Regions from separate parts of the Bombyx mori genome. Here region 2 is linked to region 1. Evidence: chromatin contacts called from public Hi-C data. All regions are on one chromosome and are shown on one strand. The core of a region is the stretch at or near the end of the contact, and the rest is flanking DNA. Distances in the headings are between cores, read along the strand shown. Region 1 has its middle 64 kb from the start of LOC134199757. Region 2 holds the start of myc (c-myc).

Region 1 (6,217 bases), core at 1,079-3,578:
AATCTGTGTGATGTACAACGAATAAAATCTGTGTGATGTACAACGAATAAAATCTGTGTGATGTACAACGAATAAAATCTGTGTGATGTACAACGAATAAAATCTGTGTGATGTACAACGAATAAAATCTGTGTGATGTACAACGAATAAAATCTGTGTGATGTACAACGAATAAAATCTGTGTGATGTACAACGAATAAAATCTGTGTGATGTACAACGAATAAAATCTGTGTGATGTACAACGAATAAAAGCTGTGTGATGTACAACGAATAAAAGCTGTGTGATGTACAACGAATAAAAGCTGTGTGATGTACAACGAATAAAAGCTGTTCTATGTGCATTAAATAAAAGGTGTGTGATGCACAATCTATGTGCATTAAATAAAAGGTGTGTGATGCACAATCTATGTGCATTAAATAAAAGGTGTGTGATGCACAATCTATGTGCATTAAATAAAAGGTGTGTGATCTAAGATAAATAAGTCGTATGAATTAGATAATACAAGATATAATTACTGCTTAAACATGTCAATTTCAGGTGCCATACACCAGCGACAAACCAGGCGCCAATAGCAGCGCTGATCGCCGGTGGGACACGGCATACACAGGATGGCCGAATGTTATCGAGCAACACTTCCAGCCTCACATTATAAATTATTTACGAAATTAGGAAATATATAGAACTTATTATTCTTATAATATAATTAGTAATTTCATAATCAAGTAAATAGTTCATTCATATTTCTTTATACTTATAATATTTTATGGGCGCCTTCCGCTTGACAGCTTCCGGCGCAATAAGCCTTAATGTTATTTATGTTACATAATTCGATATTATTAAATAGTAATTGTACGTAAATAATCAGCAGAATAATTAAGATGAACAATGTTTAATATTACCTACTCAGTTTGTATTAAAATAGGTCAAGACGATTGTATAAATACCGGCGTTTAGCATATCTCTGGGGCATTCGTATTCTACCCACCATAACGTGTACTAAAGAGAATATATTATTTCGTGTGGATGTAAATTGTCTCAATTGTCGCCGCCACCCTGAGGATCCGTTTATACAAAGTTATTTTCGTATTTACGATATTTTATTATATTATTCTTATTAATATAAGATTATTTTGGAGCAGTATATAGGTATAATATTGGTTTCATTTAAATCGGATGCTGCAAAAAAGTGGTCGTCTTTTCAAAGATTTTGTAATAATTATTTTTATGTTGCCAGCCTTTATTTGCAGGTTATACGGGTGATTGAGCTCACGGTCCATTTGGTGTTAAGTGATTGGCCATAGAAACACAGCGTGATCATTACCACCGACCTGGGCATGTTTCACCCTTCAAATCGTTTCAAAGCTGGATAGACTATCTTCACTGCGATCCTAACATGGACGGATATTAAAAGTTTAGTGACTTGAACAACATTGACGCTTTTGGGTAGTTTGAAATGTCCTCGGAACTATTCATCCTAATAATAAAGTGATGGCCCTTCGCTCATGTGTCGAATTAGTGAAGGATTAGCGGACAGGAATGTTATCAGGAGTGCGATGGCGCCAACCACGGCGCCGCGAGCCTTATCGAGATTCCTTGTAATAGTAAAACGTACTGTACACAGTAAAGTTCTATATCAGTAAATAAATCGTGATCCCTTCATAAAGTTACTAAGCATTTGTTTTTCGTGTTTACAAAAGATAATTCGAACGGTTAGCGTGGTATGGACATGTGATGCGTAGAGAGGAGATGCATGTGACTAGGAGATGTATGAAAATGGTAGTGCAAGGTAAAGGGGGAAGAGATTGACCGAAGAAGACATGGATGGAGTGTGTGAATGACGATATGAGAGACAGAGGAGTGGGTGTTGAGATGACGGCTGATGAAAGAATGAAATAGAAAAATTCGCTGTGTTAAATTTACTTCGATAATCACTGTTGAAGGTCGCGGGAATCCGCTAGATACAAGCAGAGCGGGACCAGCCGTTTTAGCGAGGCTTGGGGGAGGTTTATGCCCGTCTGAGGGTCGAGAAGAAGAGGAAAGATCATCTCCGAATTTTCTATTTGGTTTGAAATTGAAACTGTTAGTATGCTTCTAGCATCTTCACGTGCCTATTATAAAAACCTTATGTTCATTACAGAATAAGTCAAAACTAAAGACGAAACTAGAAGGGGCCCTCGAAGCGATCAGCGGTTACATAAAAATAAATCTGCAAAATTTTAGCAATTTGACCTACTGATTTAATATAGACTGGAATTAAAATGAATCGTTATCAGCGAGTTGATAACGCTATAACGCAACATCAGGAAGGCAGCGTTTCGACTGGCACACATGCAATGCACATGTCATCATCGTTACGCATCACTATCCTCTAATATACAAACCGAATGTATGCAGCTACGTTTGTTTGCAACGCGGTCGCGCTGATTATCCGCTTGAATTTTAATCTTCTTTATTATTTTCGAAATCTTTTTTATTATTTTTTTATTGCCCTTGTAGGCAGACGGGCAGACGGGCATACAGCCTACCTAATGATGAGGGCATACCGTCGCCGTAGACGGCAGACGCAATTCCAGGGGCAGTGCCAACTTGCTGCCTACCGTAAAGTTCTCTCCAGAAGCCTCGTTTGAAGAAGGACGGAAACACCGTGGAGGGGAGCTCATTCCAAAGCCGGTTGATACGTGGAAAAAAAAGATCTCTGTAAATACACTGTGCTATTATTATGCTGTACCTAATTGTTATATTTGGCGATAATATACGTGGCGCGCTTATAATGCTTTACTTACTTTACTGGTGGTAGGACCTCTTGTGAGTCCGCACGTGTACCACCCCGCTTATTTCTGCCGTGAAGCAGTAATGCGTTTCGGTTTGAAGGGTGGGGCCGCCGTTGTGACTATACTGATACCTTAAAACTTATATCTCAAGGTGTGTGGCGCATTTACGTTGTAGATGTCTATGGGCTTCAGTAACCACTTAACACCAGGTGGGCTGTGAGCTAGTTCACGCGTCTAAGCAATAAAAAAAAAATTTTTTTTTCTTCAATGGACGATCTCTTTGTCGCTCTGTGTTGAATGTTTACAGAATTGTGCACTCTATTTACGTTTTCACAACGTAAATAGGGTGCCATTTAGAGTGCTATTTACGTTTTCACAACGTAAATAGAGTGCCAACCAACCGGTTGATCGAGTCGAATGAATTGCATCCCTCTTCCTCCTCGCTGGCTATCCCTCTTACAACTTCTTCGTAATAGGAAGCGTGGTAGAATCTACGCCCGATCACCAGTGGTCTTGGTTACTTGGCTATTTTAATGGCAATGAAAAAATTTTAAATTTATTCCGTAACTGAGAGAACTTACAGGCATATAACGAATATATATATTGCTCAGGTCGGTGGACGAGCTCACGATCCACCTGGTGTTAAGTGGTTACCGGAGCCCATAGGCGTCTACAATTGATGTGCCGCCATCTACCTTGAGATATGAGTTCTTAGGTCTCAGTTTTTACAGTAAAACGGCTGCCCCACCCTTCAAACCGAAACGCGTTAGTGCTTCACGGCAGAAATAGGCAGGGTGGTGGTACCTACCCGTGCCGGCACAAAAGACGTCCACCATTACTACCTTAGCACTAGTAAATACCTTTGTTAACAATCATAGTTCGATAATGCGGTACCGATTTCTTTAAATGTCGCAATTAGTAAATTAGGTCAATTAGTTTGTGACTAGTAACAGTTTTTTTTTTTTTTTTATTGGCTTAGATGGGTGGACGAGCTCACAGCCCACCTGTTGTTAAGTGGTTACTGGAGCCCATAGACATCTAGAACGTAAATGCGCCACCCACCTTGAGATATAAGTTCTAAGGTCTCAAGTATAGTTACAACGGCTGCCCCACCCTTCGAACCGAAACGCATTACTGCTTCACGGCAGAAATAGGCGGGGTGGTGGTACCTACCCGTGCGGACTCATAAAAGGTCTTACCACCAGTAAAGAATTATAGTTTAAGTTTAATAGAATAACAGTTTTGAATATAAAATGTGTATGGATTTCGACGGGTACTCGTACGAATAAGTTTAACTAAAAACATGTTTTCCTGCAAAGTATTCATAGAATCATGAATCGATGTTTTGCAGTTGTATGATGTAACGCTATCCATTTTCGGCGAAACACGATAAACTAAAGAGCTCCCTATCTTTGTGACCAAATTGTAAATTAAATATATGAGTAATTGGCGGTTTTATAAAAATTAATTGGCATTGTAAGTTTGTACACTATTATGATTGTATTTTATACTTCTACTAGGTGACCCGGCGAACTTTGTTCCGCCTTAGAGGCAATAAATGGGCAGACTTTTGAGTTTATCAAGATAAATTTTAATGTAAATTAAAACCGCAAGTATTTTAATGATACTTTATTGGCCATGTATTTTAGTTGTTATTATTATTATTACATTTTTTTGTTCTTCTTCAGTCCTTTCAGCCGCAACGTTTCGAATCCTAGTTGCATTGCGGCTTCGTCGGGAAGGATTTGTTCGTGTTAGTCGCGACATGGCTTTTTTAATGATTACCTATCTCGGCACAATATTATAATAGAAACTCGAAACAAACACATCAACCGGTCAACTTCAAAATTGTACAATAATTCACCATAGACTACATTATGCTTAGCTGTCAGTTGCGTTTTGTTATTCCATATCAGTTGCGTATTGTTACACCACGTTTTATGTCACGTCCCACGGGAACGTGATAAAAAGTATTCAATGTCCTTCTCCTGGTTCTAAGCTACCTCCCCACAAATTTTCAGCCAAATCGGTTCAGCCGTTCTTGAGTTATAAATAGTGTAACTAACACGACTTTCTTTTATATATATAGATAATCACAAATGTCGCCAAGCCTACAAAAAATATTAACAAAGGCAAACAATATTTAATCTATACTCAATTTGACAACAGACGTCAGGAACAAAAGTTTGACAATAAATAGTATGCATGCGTGTGTGCGTCAAATACATGGTATGTAGTGTGTGTAATGTTTTCTTTATTGATTTAATGTATCTTATACGCATTATTTAAAAAAAAAATGTGTGCGTGTACTAGTGTACACACGTAAGAAGTGAAACTTCTTTATGGCCTTATTTTTCGAAAAATGATCTACATGCAACTTTCTAGAAATTGGTTAAATAAAGTTAAATTAGATAAAGTTTAAACAAAAGGATTTTATTATCATAGACATGAATACAAAAAAGTTAAATTAGATAAAGTTTAAACAAAAGGATTTTATTATCATAGACATGAATACAAAAAAGATGGCGCGTAACGGAAAAATGTGACGCGTAACCGAAAAATGTGACGGTAAATTTTTTTCCAACGCCGATAAGGAAGTTTCACTTCAAATATTAACATTGTGCACTTCTTCTCTATATTCTCTATAAGTGTGGAAAATTTCATACTCCTCCGTCCGCGCAATTTTTGTAAAAAGGGGTACAAAGTTTTTGCTACACGTATTAATAATATAGATGTTTTCTATGAATTCTTGGAAGTACTAAATTTTGCACTTAAAATTATATATACTTTTAGCTACCTCTGCATCAGACCGAGTGGTAATAGACGTATTATGCAGCCTCTAATTACATTGGTCTTAATGCCAATGTCGTTCGGAATCGGATGAATTGGAGCCTTCCTGTCTTCAGCAAGCGAGCCAGTGATTTTGTGAACTGTTCTATCTCTCTTTCCACAGCAGATTAACTTGTCTACTGGGCTGTAACTTCGTCTACTTTCGATGGTAATATAAAAACCTCTATTGACCGTCATCATCGCTCTTTATTAATTATTATTACTGTTTACTAGTAATATTATTTATGCTACTTTATCTTTACTATTCCAAAACCTCCACGATCTTTTTCTTCCCTTGTACCGATGAATATTAAATTTTGGAGTCTACCGCTGTGACGTAACTTGGAGCTAAAAGCTCTATTTGGTGCTGTTCATGAGGCTGGTGGTCTATCCGATGATTTGGAAGTGAAGTTAATTGACCCATAGAAATAAGGTGACACTACAGAGCTTGCATACGCCCCGTCATGACCTTTGCAAGTGTAGTGTTCGCTCACGCGGCCCGCACTGACTTGAAACTCCTTCAAATCATTCAACCCCGTTTTTGCAGGATAGCCGTCGGAGCCCCGTGGTTCGTCAGTAACGTCGACCTTCACGACGACCTGGACCTAGAGTCCA
Region 2 (6,217 bases), core at 1,413-3,912, 66 kb after region 1:
ATATAATGATATTTTAGTGTCTGTCTATTCATTGAAAGTTCGATGACGCCATAGGTACTTCACAACCGAATCATAATGTTTAATAACATAATTGTGCTTCAATTCATTTTCAATTACATAATTAATACTGATAACGCTAATCATTAACGTTTGTACCACACTACAGTAATTGCCGTGTGATATTAATGATTTGACCCGTAAATGTTTTGAGATTTTAGCCATAAAGTGGCTTCAGTACAACACATGCATAGTTCTTCGCTCCCTTCACTATTCAGAACTCAATCTCCAGTTTCATAGACAAAATAATTATGATTGATTTAAATTAAAAGTCATATTCTAATTATGAAATATACGTAATTATTGAGCCAAATGATAAACATGTTTAAAGCTAAAACATTATCGTAAAGATATCAAAGTTATTTATTCAGTATTTGTTATGTAAGCAGATCGAAATTCGATGACATAATTATATTATTCATGTGTAATTAAAATATCGACAATGTCACGGTTTGCGGTAGATTACAAGCTTCCATTTTAATACTCGCACTGACTGTCAAAACCGTTAACTTGTCAAAATAATGAAGAGACACATAATGAAAATTGACGTAACAGCCCTAGACATTTGTAACGGAAAAAATTCAAATAATGAAGTCAGATAATGTTTTTCTTAAATATAACACTTATTGTTGAAGGAATGAAGATCAAAATCGTAGTATGCTTGCTCATTAAATAGGACGCTTTTTTTATACATGTAAAGCGATCTTTTTCGGTCAACCCTTTTTTTCGGAAGCACGTATTCTGAGTTTCCTGTGTATCTATTTATTTCATAATAAAAGGGATGCACAAATTTTAATGTGAAATTAATAAAGGGTTGAAGGGTTACGCGTATTGAGAGATTGATCCGATTCAAATGTAGCTTTCGCGATAAAAAAAATAAGTCTTAATGCTTTTTTCAAATTAGGTTTCCAAAGATGATTTAGGGGTAGGCCTTTTTGAAATAGAAGTAGGAAGTAATTATTTCTACAATTGTAATGATTTGACATGAATTTAACATTTCGACTTTAAGTAGCTTTTAGATACAAAATACATTTCAATAAACGATACAAATGTGAATATACTAAATGCATATTCTCGTATTTATAGCTTGGTTAAAAATAATAGTGAATTTTTAACCAAACATATCGACTTACAACAGGCATTGGCCGGTCAACGCCATCTATGAGGATACTTAGAAAACAACAATCTGCATTCTAGTAAATCTAAACAGTGCTATCTGAAGATCAAAGTAAATAAAACCTTAAGTAGATAAAAATAAGCAAACGACTACGTAGATACTGTTCATATTCGGTTATATTGAACGGATTTTAATTTTTCGCATTACCATTAGGGACCAAAAATATTTATTTTTAGAAACATTACTAATTTGTTCCTTTATTTTATGGCGTTGTACCTAAAAATTACGAGATACTTATACAAGCCGTTAAGTTCAGAGTCGCAAAATTTTTATTGGAGGGAATGCAATGCGTGGAATGCGGGGTCGTTGAACTCTGCGGCGGGTATATAGGGTTGGTTAAAAACAGGATTACTGTACCTATTCTGTTCCCGGTTTGGTACGTGTGCGTAGTACAGGGTAGTAGTTGCTAAAATGTTTGTTTTATTAAAAATTACGAATGTACTTTTGAACATTCCGTTCTAGTTGTTTATAAAAAATTTAAATCCGATAAATAATATTACAACAATTAAGTTGTCATTAAATGAGGTATTGTAAGAATGGGTATGACTTAGGTATGGATATTGTACTATCAAAAGAATATGTAAAGTGCCAAGTTTTCATTAGGATTTAAACTCGTTTTAAAATTCAAAAGCTTACAGTCACATTATATTGAATTTTAGTTTTCACGGACTCGGAGTTTTAATCTCGAAAAAGCTATATAACTTTGTAAGAAAAATATTTCAAACATTTGTATCAAATTTATATTGTAATAAATACATTCAGTGTTTCAGAGCTAATGAATATATGCAATCGTGTGGGCTATCTACAAAATGTACATCAATTCATCAAAATCGCTCAGGAATTTCTGGTTCGCGCCATAAGCTTAACTTTAGGAATGTCGATCGACTGGCTTCGATATATGCAGTGCTAAAACCATAGGCACGCACAATCTACCGTGAACGAGGCCGCCGGCCAAGTGAAGTGACTCCGACCGACGTGCGACTATAGCCGCTTGAGTCTCAGTCGTTCCAAACGACTCGGTCGCTTGCCTAGAGGTGCTTCGTCGACTTCTCGAGCTACTCGCAATACGCACACATCGACAATACACCAACACATCTTTAAAGGCTGCTACGCTGATTTCCTTCTTTGAACTACCCCTCCTCCCCCTGAGACGCCGATCAACATATCGCAATTTTACTGTAAATTAAAGCTATTACAGTGTAGTTTTTTGGAGATAAGATGTAAATGGACATACGAGTGTAATTCTTAAATAAACGTGTGGACAGAGAACGTATTTTCAGTGTATTTCGTGAATGACATAGAATTAGCCGGAACGCGGAGTGGGGGGACTGACGCCGTGTCAGCGGGCGCGGGTCGCGGAGGCACGAGTCGCAGACCACCGCTCGCTACGGGGCCCGCTAGAATAGTCGTGTCCACGGCATCAACCGAATTGCACGCGCGGCTTTCGTTCGAACCGGCCGGCTCCCGAATAATGTTTCAGTGTTTGACAAACTCAATCGGAGGTCTCGGAAGAAGTATCGTTTTTAATAATTTACGCTGTATAACCGACCGCATATTCTCAGTGAGTGTTACGCAGTGTGTACGGAAAAAACTTTGTCGAAGATTTTGAATTATCTTGTGTAAAATTGTGTAATTCACCGGCCGCGGTCGGATCGCATTTTGCACAAACTTTTTGGTGAGTGTTCTAACAATCAATTCATTCAGTCTTTATGATTTACACAGTGATTTCTAATAAATAAGTAGAAGTGAAAAAGTGGGTAATTAATATTTATTTCACGGCAAGGCGGGGCGTTGCCGGCAAGTTAGAGTCATGGGTATAATGGGTTTTTCTGCGAAATGCCAGCGCCAAAATTCGTTTTATTCGATTCGTTTTATTATATTCTCTTATTTAGTAAGTTTTTTTTACATAACCCATAGATTACATAGGAACTTAGGAATTTTGCACTTTGGCGGGTATTTTTAAAAGATGCCATCTTTTTTTACTTATGAAGATGCTTGTCACTCATTCCATTTTTATGATTGTTCGATGATAAATTATCAAGAAATATCTTTAAGTGTAACGCTTCTCATCAGTTCGGTTCATTTAAAAATTTAAATAATAAATGACTGCATTATTTATTTACAATAATTGTCTAAGTATAACGGATATTAATGAAAAATTACTAATATATACCTAACATACATATAAATATATATTAAATAAAAATGTACCAACTTCAAAATAATAAATGTAAGTAATCTTATTGAAGTTTCACATAGAAAATATTATATGGTGTAAAGGCAAAAAATAACTAAATCGTGTAGTTGTGTTAATATAAGGTAATTTGAAAACCTGGTAGCTATGTATGTCCGGTTACTGAAATATTCTTAATATTTTATTTAAACAACCAAACAAGAATTATAAAAAAAAAAACTAAAATGTAATGTAACACAAGTCAATATCCTCGGACACGACGATTAATTATGAAAATTGCATAACTTACGATTAAGTATGAAAATTGCATAACTTTATGAAAACACATACAGTCAAAATCTGTTATAACGACATCGAAGGGACTGCTCATATTCAGTCGTAAAAACCGATAGTCGTAACAACCGGTGAAGTTTAATGTGTATCGTGCAAGTACAAACAAATCGATAGGGAATTATTGGAAAAATATATTTACATAATACGCGATTTTTCTTCAATATTAACTTGTTTTCTTTTTCTTTGCGAGATTTTGAAAGTTTCACGAATAACTCCACAAAGTTTTGGTGCGTCTTGTGTATAGATAAGTAACAAACTAACTGAAGAGATATGAAGAAGTGGGCTTTGACTACCGCATGCACGTGTTTTGTTTCTAAGAATTAGAAAAGACCCTACACTTAACTAAATCCTATTGTTTTCTTTCCTGATTTTAAAAGCCATTGAAGACAAATGTGGATACCTATTCAAATTGTTTACAATACAGCTTAGCCGGTCGTTCTAACAGATCTAATTCTCCGAAATATTAGTTAAATGTGGTCGTTTTATGAGGTATGTCGTTATTACCAATGTCGTAGAAAGCAATATTTTTAATAAGGCGGTCATATGGCATTCAGCCGGGACCTTTGTTCTTGGTTATTATAACCGGTATGTTGTATTAAACGATGTCGCAGTAAACGGTTTTGACTGTATTTCCAAAAATTATGAAATTAAATATTTCTCAAGTTTTAACAAGACAACGTAACTTTATATCCCATAGATTAAAATACACTTAATGATAATTCTCAAATTATAATTAATTATGCATGTACGTATCCTCGTAATTTCAAACATATTGCTAACGCGATAACAGGAAAATAACACTGGCAATTGTTTTATTAGTAAACATTCATTTCGCGCCAACTTGAGCTGGTAAACAAAAACATTTCTAAAGAAAAAGAAAAAAATCTTTACCTGACGGAGTCTACAAAAAAATGGCGGGAGCAGTATTGTCCCACCCCAGGTATTGAATTCCGGAAAAGCACCCGGACGCTCCGGGCGACTAATTATTAAAGTAAAAATGGGATAATGCCCAAGGTTAATACACTCTTTTAAATAGTTTGGTTTCGCATCCAGACTTCAGTCTAGTTCCGAGCTCCGTGGTGGACACTTCAGAGATACAGTTGTACCATCGTCGTGTTTGTAAATAAAAAGGGGTCAACACCCCCCTTGCGTGCAAACTTTTTCAATGCAGTTTTAAATATTTTAAAAACTTTTTATAATTATTTCGACATTAGATACTCTTTGCTTTTGATTTTTTTAGTTCTTCGGGCATACACTCATCAGGTATTAATTAAAATTTAATTTTTTTTTTTTAATACGATTAAATATCACGCCTTTATTTAAGTATCGTTTTTAAATTAATGCCAGTTGCATTTGATAAATTTATTTATGTTCATTTTTTTATTGTTTCAGACGGTGTGCGTTGAACCCATCGCGCGCATCGTCCCTGTGATAAGAGGGCCCTGTGATATCGACGAGTTCGTCTTAGCTTTAAAACTAGTTAGCATATAGTTAAGTATTTAGAAGATTAACAAAATGTCGCCGCCGCTAGACTCCCAACTGCTGCACTTCGACATATGGGAATCTCTGGACGAAGAGTCCATGAGATTGACCCAAACATCAGAGTTCTGGACTCAAGTACAATATGAAGCAGAGAGACTCGACCTCGTTCCGCCTGCGAATCTGTCGGATCATCTACAAGACAGCGACGAAGACTGGAGGATAGAAGAGACGCACGAAGATCCACACAAAGACAACATCGTACATCATGACTGTATGTGGGCAGGTTCGTGTGTAGATTCTGTACATCCGAGCAATAATTTCGTACCCTCAGACCATATACCGGCCACGCCCGGACAGAGTTTGCTCAGAAGAGACATATCACCGTCGAGACCTGACACACCACCCTCGTTAGACGGCGATGAACCACCTCAGTTCCGTCACGCGGTCGACGTCGCTGGAACAGCTCTTCGTTTGCTCAGAGATTCAGCGGCCGTAGCCGCCGATCATTCGTACACTTTGGCGAGACAACACCGGGATTACCTCGGAGTGCAGACACCGTCTGACTCCGGTGAATCAGGTCAGTAAAAGTGTAACATTTAGATTACGTACAAATAAAATAAAAAAGAGTTGCTATTAAAACGTCCATGACATTGTAAGTAAATTTGAGAATAACCATTTGAATAAATTCGTGAAGTGGTGTCGCGATAATTTGAATTTCAAATAAATTTGTATTAGGGCCTCTTCGTGCCCGTTTGTCAAAACCGATTGACGGGCGTCTTGCTTGTTTAACTAATATGTTTGTCTTATATACATACAGTTTTCATTATTTTTCCGTACCATATTTCCATCGGTTCATATTAATCAGGTATAAATCTACTCGCGACGCAAAAAACACTTTATCTCTTTATCGGTACGTAAGAATTCGTACTGCGCAAATCTACAGAACTTTGGCACGCCGAACAGAAGACATTGAA

The links. Hi-C and Micro-C count contacts between places; a contact is called where the count stands out from the background.
Region 2: a contact with region 1 is called in a Hi-C map of midgut, with 1.5 times the contacts expected there. The contact joins the promoter of myc here to the enhancer-like site in region 1. A contact is called at or near these places in 2 of 7 Hi-C or Micro-C datasets (midgut and whole pupa).

Annotation. Positions count from the first base shown.
Region 1 is chr11:18,874,408-18,880,624 of ASM3026992v2, forward strand. No RefSeq gene overlaps it. Among protein-coding and RNA genes, the nearest start is that of LOC134199757, 64 kb to the left of the region's middle. Within about 2 kb of position 2,329, at least 3 of the 8 cell types and tissues checked have open chromatin away from gene starts, as enhancers often do.
Region 2 is chr11:18,940,234-18,946,450 of ASM3026992v2, forward strand. myc (c-myc) reads left to right here and starts at 2,663. Exons shown (of 3, transcript NM_001257008.1): 1 at 2,663-2,909; 2 at 5,154-5,820. The coding sequence starts at 5,277.